Linked DNA regions of Mus musculus: region 2 is linked to region 1. Evidence: chromatin contacts called from public HiChIP or PLAC-seq data. All regions are on one chromosome and are shown on one strand. The core of a region is the stretch at or near the end of the contact, and the rest is flanking DNA. Distances in the headings are between cores, read along the strand shown.

Region 1 (6,312 bases), core at 2,593-5,092:
TAATAAGCTTTTCAATAAAATTAAGAATGGTATGTTCCTTTCACCTTAACACACATACTGAACTTGAGTGATGGCTCTTGAGTAATATTTCTCAGATGGTTCAGAGTTCTGCAGCAGAAAGGAGTGGAATGAACAGAGCGACCTTCGCCTCTCTCTCTAGCCTCTTCCAGAAGGAAGATTCCCAGACTGTCTCTCCTGTCCCTCCTTGACCAACCAGTCATCTCCTTCACTGTCCTGGGGATCCAGCACTGTGCACCAGGCTGCTCCTCTAGGGGTGAGGGTGGGGAGGGGGTGTGGGGGGGTAAAGTGTGCTTTGCTTTCCTGATTCAGGCACAAACGGCATCCTAAGCAAGGACTCTTCAGGGGTTTACACTGTGGCCCTTACTTCTAGACACTCTGGAACTCCAACCAAGCAGAGGACACAGACCTTGCCTATGTGATGTGGTTTGAGTGGGAACTGTTTGTGAAGGAAAGGAAGGGTAGGGAAATGGGAGGGGGAGGAAGGAAGGGGAAAACAGGAGAGGAAGGGAGGGGAGGGACTAAAAAGACTCATTTACTTTCCTTATGGAGTTACTGGAATGGCTGACCTCATTCCAAGTTAGAGGATGCTTACTTTGTATCTGAACGTGATGGGGAATAAAACTGCTCACAGTAACTTTGTTTCTTTTCTCTTACTGAGTTCCCACATCCCAACCGAGAAAGACTTCTCTAGCAAGTGCCTTGCTGAAGGAGGTCGAAGCTCCTGGAGCCAAGCCTGTGGCTCTCTCCTCTCTGTTCTCTTCGCCTGCTTAGCATCTGCTTTTGGCTTAGACATGAGAGCTAGAAAACATGCCTCCCTGTGAGTCTTACTGCAAAGTCCCAGGGCCACTCACCTGCCACCACATCTGCATGTCCTGAAAGTCCTATGACTTGCCATCCCGAGAAGTAAGGAAACAATGCCCACCTCAAGATTCATCTTTTCATAACCTTTTTACTATACTGCTCACCTATTGCCTATTATTATTCCTGAAAGAAATAATAAAGAGGATAATCTTATTTATATTATTATTATAAATAATATTATAGTTCAATTATCTAGTTATGATTATGTAACAAGTTTAATAAACAAACACCTATTTAAAGCCCTTCTTGGGTCAGGTACCCAAGCCCTATTTTCTTGGTAAATTTCAGTACAGCTGTCAGAAAAGCGGAAACCACCCGACATGGGGAGCCAGCCTGGTAAAACCATTGGGTAATTTAAAAACAAAAACAAAATACAAGACCAGGAATCAGTAAGGTCAGCAGTGGGTAAAGGTCGGAGGGAAGAATGCTCTAGGCAAAGGGAAAGGAATATTTTTATCGTTTAATATTGAAAAATGGGACTGAAGAGAAATGAAGACATTTAAGGGAAAGACATAAGCAGGGAAGGACCAAGGTCCAGAGGGCCTCCAAAGCCCCCAAAAGAAGTACAGGCTCCATGCTGTGGCCAATAGGAACACCCTACAATTAACTTATTTACTTAATATACCAATGTGGGGGGTTGTTTTATTCTTACTCTCTTGAGTTGAAGGGTCAAAATTAAAAACTGCCATACACTGTGTGTCCTTTTTCATACAGAAAACTTTATAGTCCCGTCCCCAGCTTCCACGCACACACTGTGCATTGCTGTACCAAAGAAGCCTGCACTTCTCGCATCCCTGCATCCCTGCATCCCTGCAAACGCAAGCATAGGCAAACATTCATCACATATTACCTATACCTTTCAACCTGGTCACTTCGTACTTCTTGATGCCAGGCCTCATGCTGTGCTGTATCATCCCTATCACACAGCTTTATTGAAGCTGGCCCACACGGGATGAGACAGGCAGTTTCCTATCTTGATTATCAACAGTTAACATGGTCTCCCACCTTTTCTTCCTGGAACCCTTAACTCATTCCTTTTCTAGGTTTCCAGAACTTTCTCCCCAAGGGAGAGAAATGTAGGACTCCTGTTCTACGTCATTGTCTTGGCAGGCCTCCCTTGCTTTCTCCGATAGACAATGAATGCAATGGCAGCTGGCTTAAGAAACATCACCAACCAGCTCTGATGCAGGCAGCACTGTAGGCTGCAGGTTGAGGGAATGTAAGGGCAGTTTGTCTCCAGTGGAGAGCTGCCTTTAGTAGCAATCAAGGCATTCCAAAGGAAACACTGTGTCTTCTTCCCCAAAGCAGCATGCAATAGATACTTGGAAATCCCAACTCATCTGGTGGACCTTCATCAGTATCTGGAATAGTAGCATGGAGGGTGATGCTCCACCACACACACACACACACACACACACACACACACACACCCTGTGGATGATGGGAGTGGTCCTTTTAAAAGAGACCCCAGGATTTGGAGAGGCGGTTCAGCCATTAAGAGCATTTGCTGTTCTTTCAGAGCACCAGAGTTGGATTCTCAGTTCCCACACAGACTGCTCAACTCCAGTTCCTGGGAACCTGCCACCTCTAGCATTCTCAAGTACCTTCACACATGTGTGCATATGCACACACACACACACATGTCCGTATAATTACAAGTAATACTAAATCTTTTTGTTTGTTTTTAAAGAGAAACCCCAGAGACAAAGCTCACCCCTTCCCCATTGAACACAGAGATGGCCACCTAAGAATCAAAGGCCCATTCTTGGCAGAATCAAACTGCTGGGGCTTTGCTATAGATACCCAGCCCCCAGAACCGTGAGGAGCCAGTATCTGTTGTAAAGGCCTCACAGTCTAAGGGAGTTTGTTTTTAACAGCCAAGGACAAAGGACAAACCCACAGCTAGTAAAAGATCAGACATCACGCAGACAACCCAGGGGGAAGTGACATCTCCAGATAACTTCACACAGTACCTCTGAGCCTCCGCCAGCCATTTGCTGAGGACACCTGGTCTTGTTCAGCATTCTTGGCTATGGTCAGTGAGCCAGGCCTGCAATGGAGGTGTCTGGTCACAAGCCAGAGAGTTGGCAAGCCCCTGAGACCAGAAGGCAAGAGGTCTGGTTTGGTCTCAGGAAATGCCTGGCATCTCTCTTCTTGAGAAGACAAGATGTCTATCAACCCCTTTTCCTAGAGGTGGGAGATACAGTAATGGGGTGACCTGGATACAGAAGGTACTCTGTGAATGCACCGCCTGCATAGGCTACAAGTTCTATCTCTTGAAAGAGTTAACACAGGCCCCAGAGAAGATGGGGCAGCGAGGGAGGTGTGTTAGGTCAGAGCACCCAAGGTTCAAGGGTCATAGGGTCCTCTGAGGAGTGGCTTGAAAGCGTTTCAGCACAGCTAGCTCCTCCCCTTGCCGGCTGAACAGTTTATCCCATCTCCGTATGTCCCTATGTCCCCTTCTTCCTGCTTAGAGTGGAAGAACAGGGCTACCCACTGAGCGGTCACAGAGAACCTTGCAGTAATAATTTAATACCCACTCTCTGTTCCTACTCCACATACATAAGGCTCCCTCGGCTAGATGCTTTTCGGCGGTTTTCAGATAGCAAACTGCAAACTTTCAACAAAAGAGTCTCCTAAAGGTGCCACATGTATTCGCAAGGCGTGAGGTGGGAAGTGGGGGGTGAGGGGTGGGATTGAGATACTGCTGACTGACCTTGGCTGTGCTCTCGGAGTGTGCACAGTGACCATGGTGACCCAGACCAGTGTGAATGGGCAAGCCACAGATCTATGAAAACTTGATTACAGTACCAGAGCTCCGAGTTATTATCTGGTAAGCATCCTGGAGCTGGTGGGCAAGGCTGAGCCATTGTTCCAAAAGGGACTACAGAGGCGCCTGTTGGGGAGGGAGGCCCCTCTCAGCTTTGCTCTCTGTTGGTGGTAGCCATTTCCCCTCCCACGCGCCTCTGGAAATGCAAAGACCGGATGGAGTTGCAAGTGGTCGGCGCTCTAGTGGCTTTCCCACTTTATGTACCTCTCCGCGTCTTCCTGCCCCGGTAGCCAACCCCCACTGCTAGATTGGGTCTTCTCTTCCAGAGAAAGCGCTGAAGCGCCCCCGTGGCAGGGTGGGGGCTGGGTGGAGGACCAGCGGGGGATGGGTGAGAAGCCAGGAGCAGAAAAAGAAGGGAGGAGGGGGGGGCGGAGCTGGAGGCAGAGGGAACAGCAGATTGTGCAGAGCCAATGAGAGCAGCAGGACGAGGTGGTACCAAATTCCCATCGGCCAATGACTAGCCAGAGTTTACGAAGGCCTCATTAGCATCGCCCCCCTCCGCTTGGCTAGGGATGGGACAATGCGGTGTTGGTGTCTGCAGTATTCTGACTCCTGGACACCGGTGGCTGCAAGCTGCGATTTTGGCGTCCTCTCATTTTCTATCCTTATCTCCGCCCGCGGCTGCCCTGGCCAGCCAGTTTTTGATTTTTTATCTGGTCATTGATCAATATAACGAACCTAAGGATATACAGGACATTAATACCCCACTGCCAGCTCTGGCCCAGAGCTTGTACCGCGCAGCGGGCTGCAGAAACTTAGTCATAGCACCCTTTGTCGCTGAGGTCTGAAGCTCGCTGCACGTTCTCATCCCTGGGAACGTGACCCCAGCATCCGACGCCAAGATGCCGGCCCACATACTGCAAGAGGTGAGCTTACACCCCACCCCCCACCCCCTCCTCAGGTTGGCGGTTGCAGATTGGACTTCTAGGTGGGTGGCTGTTGAGGGTTGGAGAGAGTTCAGAGCAGCTGGGAGCATTTAGCCATCATTTCCGAATTGCTCAACCTTGATAGATTGTTTCTGGACCGGGTGATAACCGGATTTTTACTCAGTACAGTTGATTGTCCCAACTTGTGTTTCTTAAAGTAAAACCTGACCTCTTTTCGATATGCGCAGATTTTCCTTTGTGAGTTGCTAAGGGTGCTGCTAATAAAGCGTCCTTTCCTGCCCCTTCATCATAAGGCTTATTCCCGATGGCCTGCACATTTCCGTGTTCCATTGGTGCGCTCTACAGTCATGCAACCTTGGCACTGGGGTATGGCCGTTATTGCATCTCTCCCGCAGTTATATTAGAGGGAAAGTAACCCCTGCTGCCCCCACGCGTCTGCAGTCCCTAATTCTCCACCCCCTCTCATTGCAGATCTCTGGCGCTTACTCAGCCACCACCACAATCACAGCGCCACCTTCTGGGGGACAGCAGAATGGAGGCGAGAAGTTTGAAAAGAGTTCTCACCACTGGGGAGCAGATGTTCGCCCTGAACTAAAAGATGATCTATATGACCCCACCTATCAGGATGATGAGGGGCCCCCGCCCAAGCTGGAGTACGTCTGGAGGAACATCATTCTCATGGCCCTGCTGCATTTGGGAGCCTTGTACGGGATCACACTGGTTCCCTCCTGCAAGCTCTACACCTGTCTCTTCGGTGAGCAGCACCCCTTGTCTTGGGCCAATACTTCAGATTTCTCCTTGATCTTTAAAGAGGTGGCCTCTGGTCTCTGACCCAAGGCAGTGGCCCTTTCTTTTTGGTTCTTGTTGGACCAGCTGGACTGGGCAAAGAACCTCGTGGTGTTAAGAATGGGGGGAGGGGGGAACTTGAGTCTTGAGAGTCTCATAACATTGATGCAGAGGTCTCTGAGCAGGCTTTTCTGTATGAGTCACTTGATGGCACCTGTCCCAGCTTTGCCTGCCACAAGAGAAGCAGGGCCTGCCTCAGAGACGTCAGAGCCAAGAGCTAGACCACGGGCCTAGTGGGTAACCTGTTGAGTCCAGTGAGGGGACAAAGCCATGGGATGCTGTTTTAGGCAGAGAGAACAGAGGGTAGGTTATAAGCCTAACTGTTTGGACTTCCTGCCTGGCCAGACTAGGCTGGTTTGCCTGGAGAAAGATGACGAAGGCTCCTGTATATCCAAGTTCAAAGGTGTATGGTACCACGATTTGGTACAAGCCAGTCAACAGACCATTCTTAGAATAAAATAAGATTGCAGGAAGGTTTTACCTTCTATTCAGCCTTCTGCCCCTCTTTTCCTGTCCACATTGTGCTGTGGCACTTTTCTCTCCACACCTAACACATACCTCCTGAGCAGGAAGAGAGCCTGGAGCAGCCACAGCCCAACTGTGATGAGTGTGCCCCTGTGCCACTGACCTGCCTAGCTCAGCTGCCCAGGGAGCCATGGGTAGTGCTGCCCCCTAGCGACACGCATGTGCTTTGCGGGTGGTTACACAACTGAACATTGAACCAGGAAGGAGGGACTGCATCTATAGTCAGGGCCTCTTGCTGCTCTCAGAGAAGCGGAGAGCAAGGGTTTCTTTAGAACAATTGATTTTCTAGAACAGTATCTGCATGTAGGTACTAATGGCAGGTCTCTTGCAGGACAGTGTATA
Region 2 (6,312 bases), core at 2,201-4,700, 40 kb after region 1:
TGTCTGACTTCCATGTGTTAGGTGAAAAACTGAAAATGCATGTATAAAATGAGCCAAGGAAACTTCAGTTCAGACCAGATGTCCTTTACCTGCCTTTTGTGTACCTGAGTGGCTCACAGATTCTCACAAAGATCCCAAATTCTAAAGATAGGCATCCCCACCCTATAAGGCTGTAGGCTGTATAACTGGGTCATACTCAAACCCCGGTCTGAGGTCCTGCTCTTTTTACAGACCCTGGATCATTTTAGTTCAGTGTTCTTGAAAAGGAAGGATGTTGATTGTAAAGATCTTTCAAAACGTACACATGCAGGCTCTAGGTTCAAGTGTTCTGTTCCCTCACTGAGAGCATCCCTCAGTGTGTGAGAATTTTTAGCTTAGACCTTTGTGTAAATATGATGAAAACGGATTTTGTTTGTTGTTGTTTTGAGATAGATTCTCAACTCTGTAGCTCTGACTGGCTGGGGACTCATTGAGTAGACCAGGCTGGCCTCAAAGTCATAGAAACCCAACTGCCTCTGCCTCCCAAGTGCTGAAAAGGATTTTAATTTTTGTTTTTGAAACAGAGTCTGGCTTCATCACCCAGGATGTCCTCAAGTTGGTCATCCTCCTTCAGCCTCCCAAATGCTGGGATTAGGCCTGACGACATGTGAGACTGAATTGTCTGACCTATTTGCCCATCATCTATCTCCAACTGTGTGTTGGAGTGTCGGAAGGCTCTTTCCTTAAAACAAAACCCATGAAATCCCCAGCTACTCTAGCTGAGGCAGAGGGGTTCGATGTTCCAAGCCAGCCTGAGCTACATAGTGAAACCTTTCAAGAAACAACCCAGGGCTGAGAAATGTAGCTCAGTGGTACAGCACTTGCCTGGTATGTACCAGGTTATGAATTTGATCCCCCATAGAGCCAAAAGTACACAAAAACAAGACACAAAAATCTGCCCTGACGAAAGTCACTGAAGAAAACAGTTTCTTGGGAGCGGAAATCTCTGGATGATAGATGCACACATTTGATCTTATTGGGTGCCGATAGATTGTTCTTTAGAACAGTTGGGCAACTTCCAGGCTCATAAGTGCCCTTCGAGTCTCCATTTCTCTGCTTCCTAGCCAGCCGTAGATAATGCCATGCCTACTTTTACAACTGCAGTAGGGGGTTCCTCTAGCTCGCATTTACGAATTTCATTTCAAGCAAATCACAGTCCCCACTGGTCCCTTCTCAGATCCCGTAACTTATCTCTCTTCTGGGAAGTGATCACTGAATAATTAATGTCTGTAAGAAATTCTATAATGCACTAGAGAAACCAAGGAAAGGTCAGGCAGGGCTCCTGCCATGAGGAGGCTTATGGTTTACCCGTGAGATGGACTTGCAAACTGGTTTTTGGTTTTTTGGTTTTTTTGGTTTTTTGGTTTTTTGGTTTTTTGGTTTTTTTGTTTTTTTTTGGTTTTTTGGTTTTTTGGTTTTTTGGTTTTTTGTTTTTTTTGGTTTTTTTTGGTTTTTTGGTTTTTTGGTTTTTTGGTTTTTTGGTTTTTTGGTTTTTTGGTTTTTTGGTTTTTTGGTTTTTTGGTTTTTTGGTTTTTTGGTTTTTTGGTTTTTTGGTTTTTTGGTTTTTTGGTTTTTTGGTTTTTTGGTTTTTTGGTTTTTTTGGTTTTTTTGGTTTTTTGGTTTTTGGTTTGTTTTTCCAGACAAGGTTTCTGTCTATAGTCCTGGCTGTCCTGGAACTTGCTTGGTAGACCAGGCTGGCCTCAAACTCATAGAGATCCACCTGCCTCTGCCTCCCAAGTGCTGGGATGAAAAATGTACACCACCATGCCCAGTGCAAACAAGTCTCAATATGGCTGTTAAAATAAAATTGTGGGGTCAAAGCAAAGCAAAGTATGTGGGGAGCCAAAAGGACTGTGGGGTCCCTCGCTGTTTGATAAGAGGGGAAGAGGATGGAGAGGCCAAGGAAGCTTTCACAGAGGGACAAGTTGGTCATGCTTGCCCTCATATAGTCTCCTTTGTGTGTGTGTGGGGGGGAAGTGTACAGGGGAGATGTCTATCTCAGGAGACCCTAGTGAATGCAAATCCCTGCAGTTTGAGCTTCCTCATCCTGCTGTGAATCTACTGAAGACGGCCTGTGAAGTCATTTTGTCTTGGGACTCTAGGCCAGCATCGCTTTCCGAGCAGGGTTTGAGCCTGGGCTCTGGCATCTTGCCTACTATGATCAGTTTCTAGCTCTGTGAGTCACTGGCTCCTGGGACCACAGACAAATTATCTGAGCTCTCTATATCTCAACTTCCTTCTCCTTAAAAACCACAGGTCATGGGTCACGGGGAGACTTTTTAAAAAGTTAGTATTAGCTTTTTTTTTTTTTTTTTAAAGTCATTCCATACCAGCTCAGTCTTCTTATTTCACAGGCAAACCTTTGCACCTCTGCTGCCTGTAAACGCCTGTCTGAGGTTCCCACTTTTTCCTTATAGAAGACTCCCAATTCCCAACCTGATGGGAGAATCTTCAGACCTCCCTGCCTGCAGCAGATGTTCCGGGGGCAGGAACATAGGGAAGTAATTAAATGCTAATGTCTGGAGGTGGTTATCCCCTGTGAAACGAGTCCTATGACTGAGCGTGGGCTCAGACACTCAGCCCTGTGCGTGTGACTGTGTGTGTGAGCTGGTCAGAGCATTCTGCGATTCTGCTGAACATCCTGGGCAGGTGGGTGGGGAAGAGCCGCCACTGGCTTGAGATGCTAAGTAAGAAGGCGGGCTATGCACCTGCTCTTGTCTCGAGATCTGGGGGTGGAGGCCAGTCCACCCCCCCTTACCCCCACCACACCTGATGAGTGGAAAGAGAAGGTGGAATTGTGGTGGACACTGATGAGCTGTCCCCACTGTGCAACTGCCCCAGTGTGACACATTTGCCAAGCACCTGTGTTAGTCCTGGGCTTGAACTTGACTCTCACCCCCCAGATTCACTCTTTTCCCACTTTGTGGACATTTTCTACCCTCTATGAAGCTTGAGAACTGGACCCCAGATTCCTCCAGTCATGATGCTGGCAGAGACCCAGGGTCCACAGAGATGAAACCGAGGAGGTTGGCACAGAGGGCTGTCTGCCAGCGAGATAGCAGATTTCTGGATGCCAGAGCCAGGAAGACAAGAGAGTAACAAATTCCTCTGCTCAGAGCTTGCCAGAGTGCTGAGAATACTCCATCTGTCTAGGAATGGGGACAAAGGTGGCTCTCTCTTAGTGTGTGCAGCATCCCATAGCCTTGCCTTAGGTGAATGTGGGCTTTGCTGGCTGTCCTCCCCTCTCTCGCCTTCAGTCTTTATCTCCTCATGGGGCTGCCTTGACTAGCCAGCTCTGAATTCTTTATCCCTTGTTGGCAGTCATGAAGCACATCTGAACAAATACCAGACACAGTCACCAAGTGCCAGCTCTACATACCCTTTAAATCCTGTGCCTGGAAACAACAACACACAGCAGAACTGACTGGTGACACCTGCACAGTTAGCCGGGCATCAACGCAGTACACACAGCGCACAGTGGGCTCTGGACTCAACGCTTCACCGATCCTCAGTCGCTGCAGACCTGGACCTTGCTCTCTCTGCCTTCACAAGAGGATCTAGGCTTCCAAGGAGCAAGATGACGGCCCACTTGCCACAAGAGGTCAGCTTTTCATCAATGACCCCCTCCCTCTAGCACAGGATCTTTGGTACCAGGTGGGACTGTGCTGACTGGAGAGAGGCCAGAGCTGAGAGCTACAGAGACATCTCAGATATCTTATTAGATTTGTATGACCTTCAAGTGAGGGATGTGGCAGTCATGTTGCCAGTTGACTTTAAAGGAAAGAAAGCTCCCGTCCAGCCAATACCTTTCTGCATGCACATGCATTTTCCTTTGTATGTTGCTTGAGGTATGAATGTTTGATCCCCGTCCCTGCCCCTTCACTGTGAGGTTTGATTGTCAACACATTCTAGGTAGTTTCTGGGAAGTTTTCTCTGCTTCATCTAGCACATCTGTACTCTGTCTTCCTATGATCAGGGCACTGGGGTTTCTGCCTCTACTGCCTTGGCTGTATTACAGGAGGACCCCCCCCTTGCTGTCCTATGTATCTGCTTTTGACTTTCACTTCCTCCCGTTGAAGATCTCCAGCAGGTGTAGCACTACCAACATCATGGAACCCCACTCCCGGAGACAGCAGGATGGAGAAGAGAAGATGCCCCTCCAGGCAGAAGATATCCGGCCTGAAATAAAAGATGATCTGTATGACCCCAGCTACCAGGATGAGGAGGGACCCCCGCCCAAGCTGGAGTACGTCTGGAGGAACATCATCTTCATGGCCCTGCTGCACGTGGGAGCCCTGTACGGGATCACACTGGTTCCCTCCTGCAAGGTCTACACCTGGCTCTTGGGTAATCTCCAAACCCTCCGCCCTGGGCCAGCACCCCATGTCTCCCCCGCCCCCAACTCTTTAATAAGGTAGACTCTGATTCTGAAAAGTAGCCGCTCTCTGTCCAGATTTTTCAAGTTTTCTCTCCACTTTCTGAGATACTGATAACTAGACGGGGAACAGAGCCTCGTGGGATTGGGGTACAAGAGTGTCAGATCTGGGGGGTTCTTTAGCTTGGATGCTAAAGTCTATAAAAGGTGGAGGGATAACTGTATGACAAAGGATTGACAGTCTCCTAAAGAGCTTTTCCGTCCAAAAAGCTTTCTGACTTAGCATTGCCTGCCACAGGAAAACTAGAGCCCTTGCTGAGAGGCATGGGGGCTTAATGAGGGGGTATTTGCTTAGTCGGGAGACAGAGTAAAGTAAGACTATCCAGAGGGGATCGCTGGAGAAGAAGGAATAAAATGGGATTACCAACAAAAAATATTTGTATGTGATTCTGACCAGGACAGGCTTGTTTGCCCCAGAGAAAGATGAGGCAGGTTCCCACACGGTCCAAGTACACTGGTGTAGAGTTCTGCTGCTCCAGGTCCGTCCTGTCAGTTAGCAAGATGTTCTTAAAATGACAAAAATAGAGGGGGAGGGGGGTTTCAGAATTGGGTGACATTCCATTCATTCCCTGGCCAGCCAGTTCCTGCTCTTGTCTCTGGATACCATGTAGGACAAAGGGCCCAGAACCTTCTGCTCTTTCCTCTCTACCTCCACCTCCCCTTGCCCAAAATAGCCAGGCTCAGAGACTGAGAAACCCTGGCCTTCAGACTGTTGTAACAAGAAAGAAGGTTGCCACTGTGTCTCTTCCCTAGCTCAGCAACTTGGGGATCTGTGCGTATGTGCTGATGCAGGGCTGGCCCCTGGACCCACATGTGTGCTTTCAGGTAGATTCGCCTCTGACTCCCAATTCTTAAATCAGGGAGAGAGGAGCAGGCCAGGGCCCCTTGCTACCTTCTGAGGAACGATGAGCCAGAGATCACTCTCTGGAAGGCAGAAGACTTTCTGGTAGCTGCCTCTAGAAGGTAGTGATGTAGAAGTTGGCTGCTGGTGTTGGCCACCCCTGCCCTCCGTCTCTTAGTACCTGCAGCAGGTGAGCTCTGCATTACCTTAAAAGTTCTGTAGGTGCCAGGGAAAATACAACTGAGGAAAAACTCTTTTTTTTTTCTTTCAGGACTACAGTTTTTCCAGGTACCAAGTGGGGGGCAACAGAATTTGCTGTGATTAGGAAGGCCAAGCCATGGTCCTTGGGCTAGTTGTGTGCTTTTCCAGTATTCTCCTAACTTGGATACTCTGAGAGCCTTCTACCCTGCTCGGGTACTGACATGGAGTGCTAAAAGAGGAAAGCTCTCCTGCTCACGTCTTAGAAGTGCTTAAAGATGTTGCTTAATATACCTGGGACACAAACAGACCTTGTCTGGAGGTCATGGAACTAATCTATTTGAACTGAGCCATCTATTTGAACTGAGATGTCTATTTGACAGTCATGGGGTTGAGAAAGAGGCCACACAGTAACAGGGCTCTTGTCTCAATTCCCTTGTGCATGCTCCGAGTGTTTTCAAAGCCAATGAATGTCCTAGAGACACCTGTGACATAAAACTGACACTTTTGGGTGTTCCACTGAGGGCCTCTGATTTGGCCAAAGCTCTTTCTTTTCTCCTGTGATTGCAGGATCCTGGCTCCCCTGTGGTTCGGGGTCATCTTGGATACGTGGGAAGAGCTCAATCTAAATACATCTAGAAGCAGAAAATCACTTGGGTCTGGTCCCAGCTCAGAGAGAACGTGGGCAGAACTTTCCCTGCCTGCACACTGGCTCTGTGATCTTTGTGGGAAGCCCAAAAAAGGAATGCTATTGGGCAGGAGAGGGGAGATGCTGTTTGGGAAACTGTTACTTCTGGCT

What was found. HiChIP or PLAC-seq counts read pairs in DNA pulled down with a chosen protein or histone mark.
Region 2: a contact with region 1 is called in an H3K4me3 HiChIP or PLAC-seq map of the SCID.adh cell line, with 25 read pairs. The contact joins the promoter of Scd4 here to the promoter of Scd2 in region 1. A contact is called at or near these places in 3 of 39 promoter capture datasets (hippocampal neurons, liver and macrophages), 1 of 15 datasets of contacts at CTCF or cohesin (the NIH/3T3 cell line), 5 of 484 Hi-C or Micro-C datasets (CD4 T cells, the CH12 cell line, Sertoli cells and 2 more), 5 of 115 datasets of contacts at active chromatin or transcription factors (the SCID.adh cell line, embryonic fibroblasts, embryonic stem cells and 1 more) and 3 of 9 other capture datasets (adipose tissue, liver and pancreatic islet).

Annotation. Positions count from the first base shown.
Region 1 is chr19:44,289,834-44,296,145 of GRCm38.p6, forward strand. Scd2 (stearoyl-Coenzyme A desaturase 2) reads left to right here and starts at 3,843. Exons shown (of 6, transcript NM_009128.2): 1 at 3,843-4,578; 2 at 5,071-5,353. The coding sequence starts at 4,555.
Region 2 is chr19:44,329,876-44,336,187 of GRCm38.p6, forward strand. Scd4 (stearoyl-coenzyme A desaturase 4) reads left to right here and starts at 3,451. Exons shown (of 6, transcript NM_183216.3): 1 at 3,451-3,640; 2 at 4,119-4,386. The coding sequence starts at 3,617.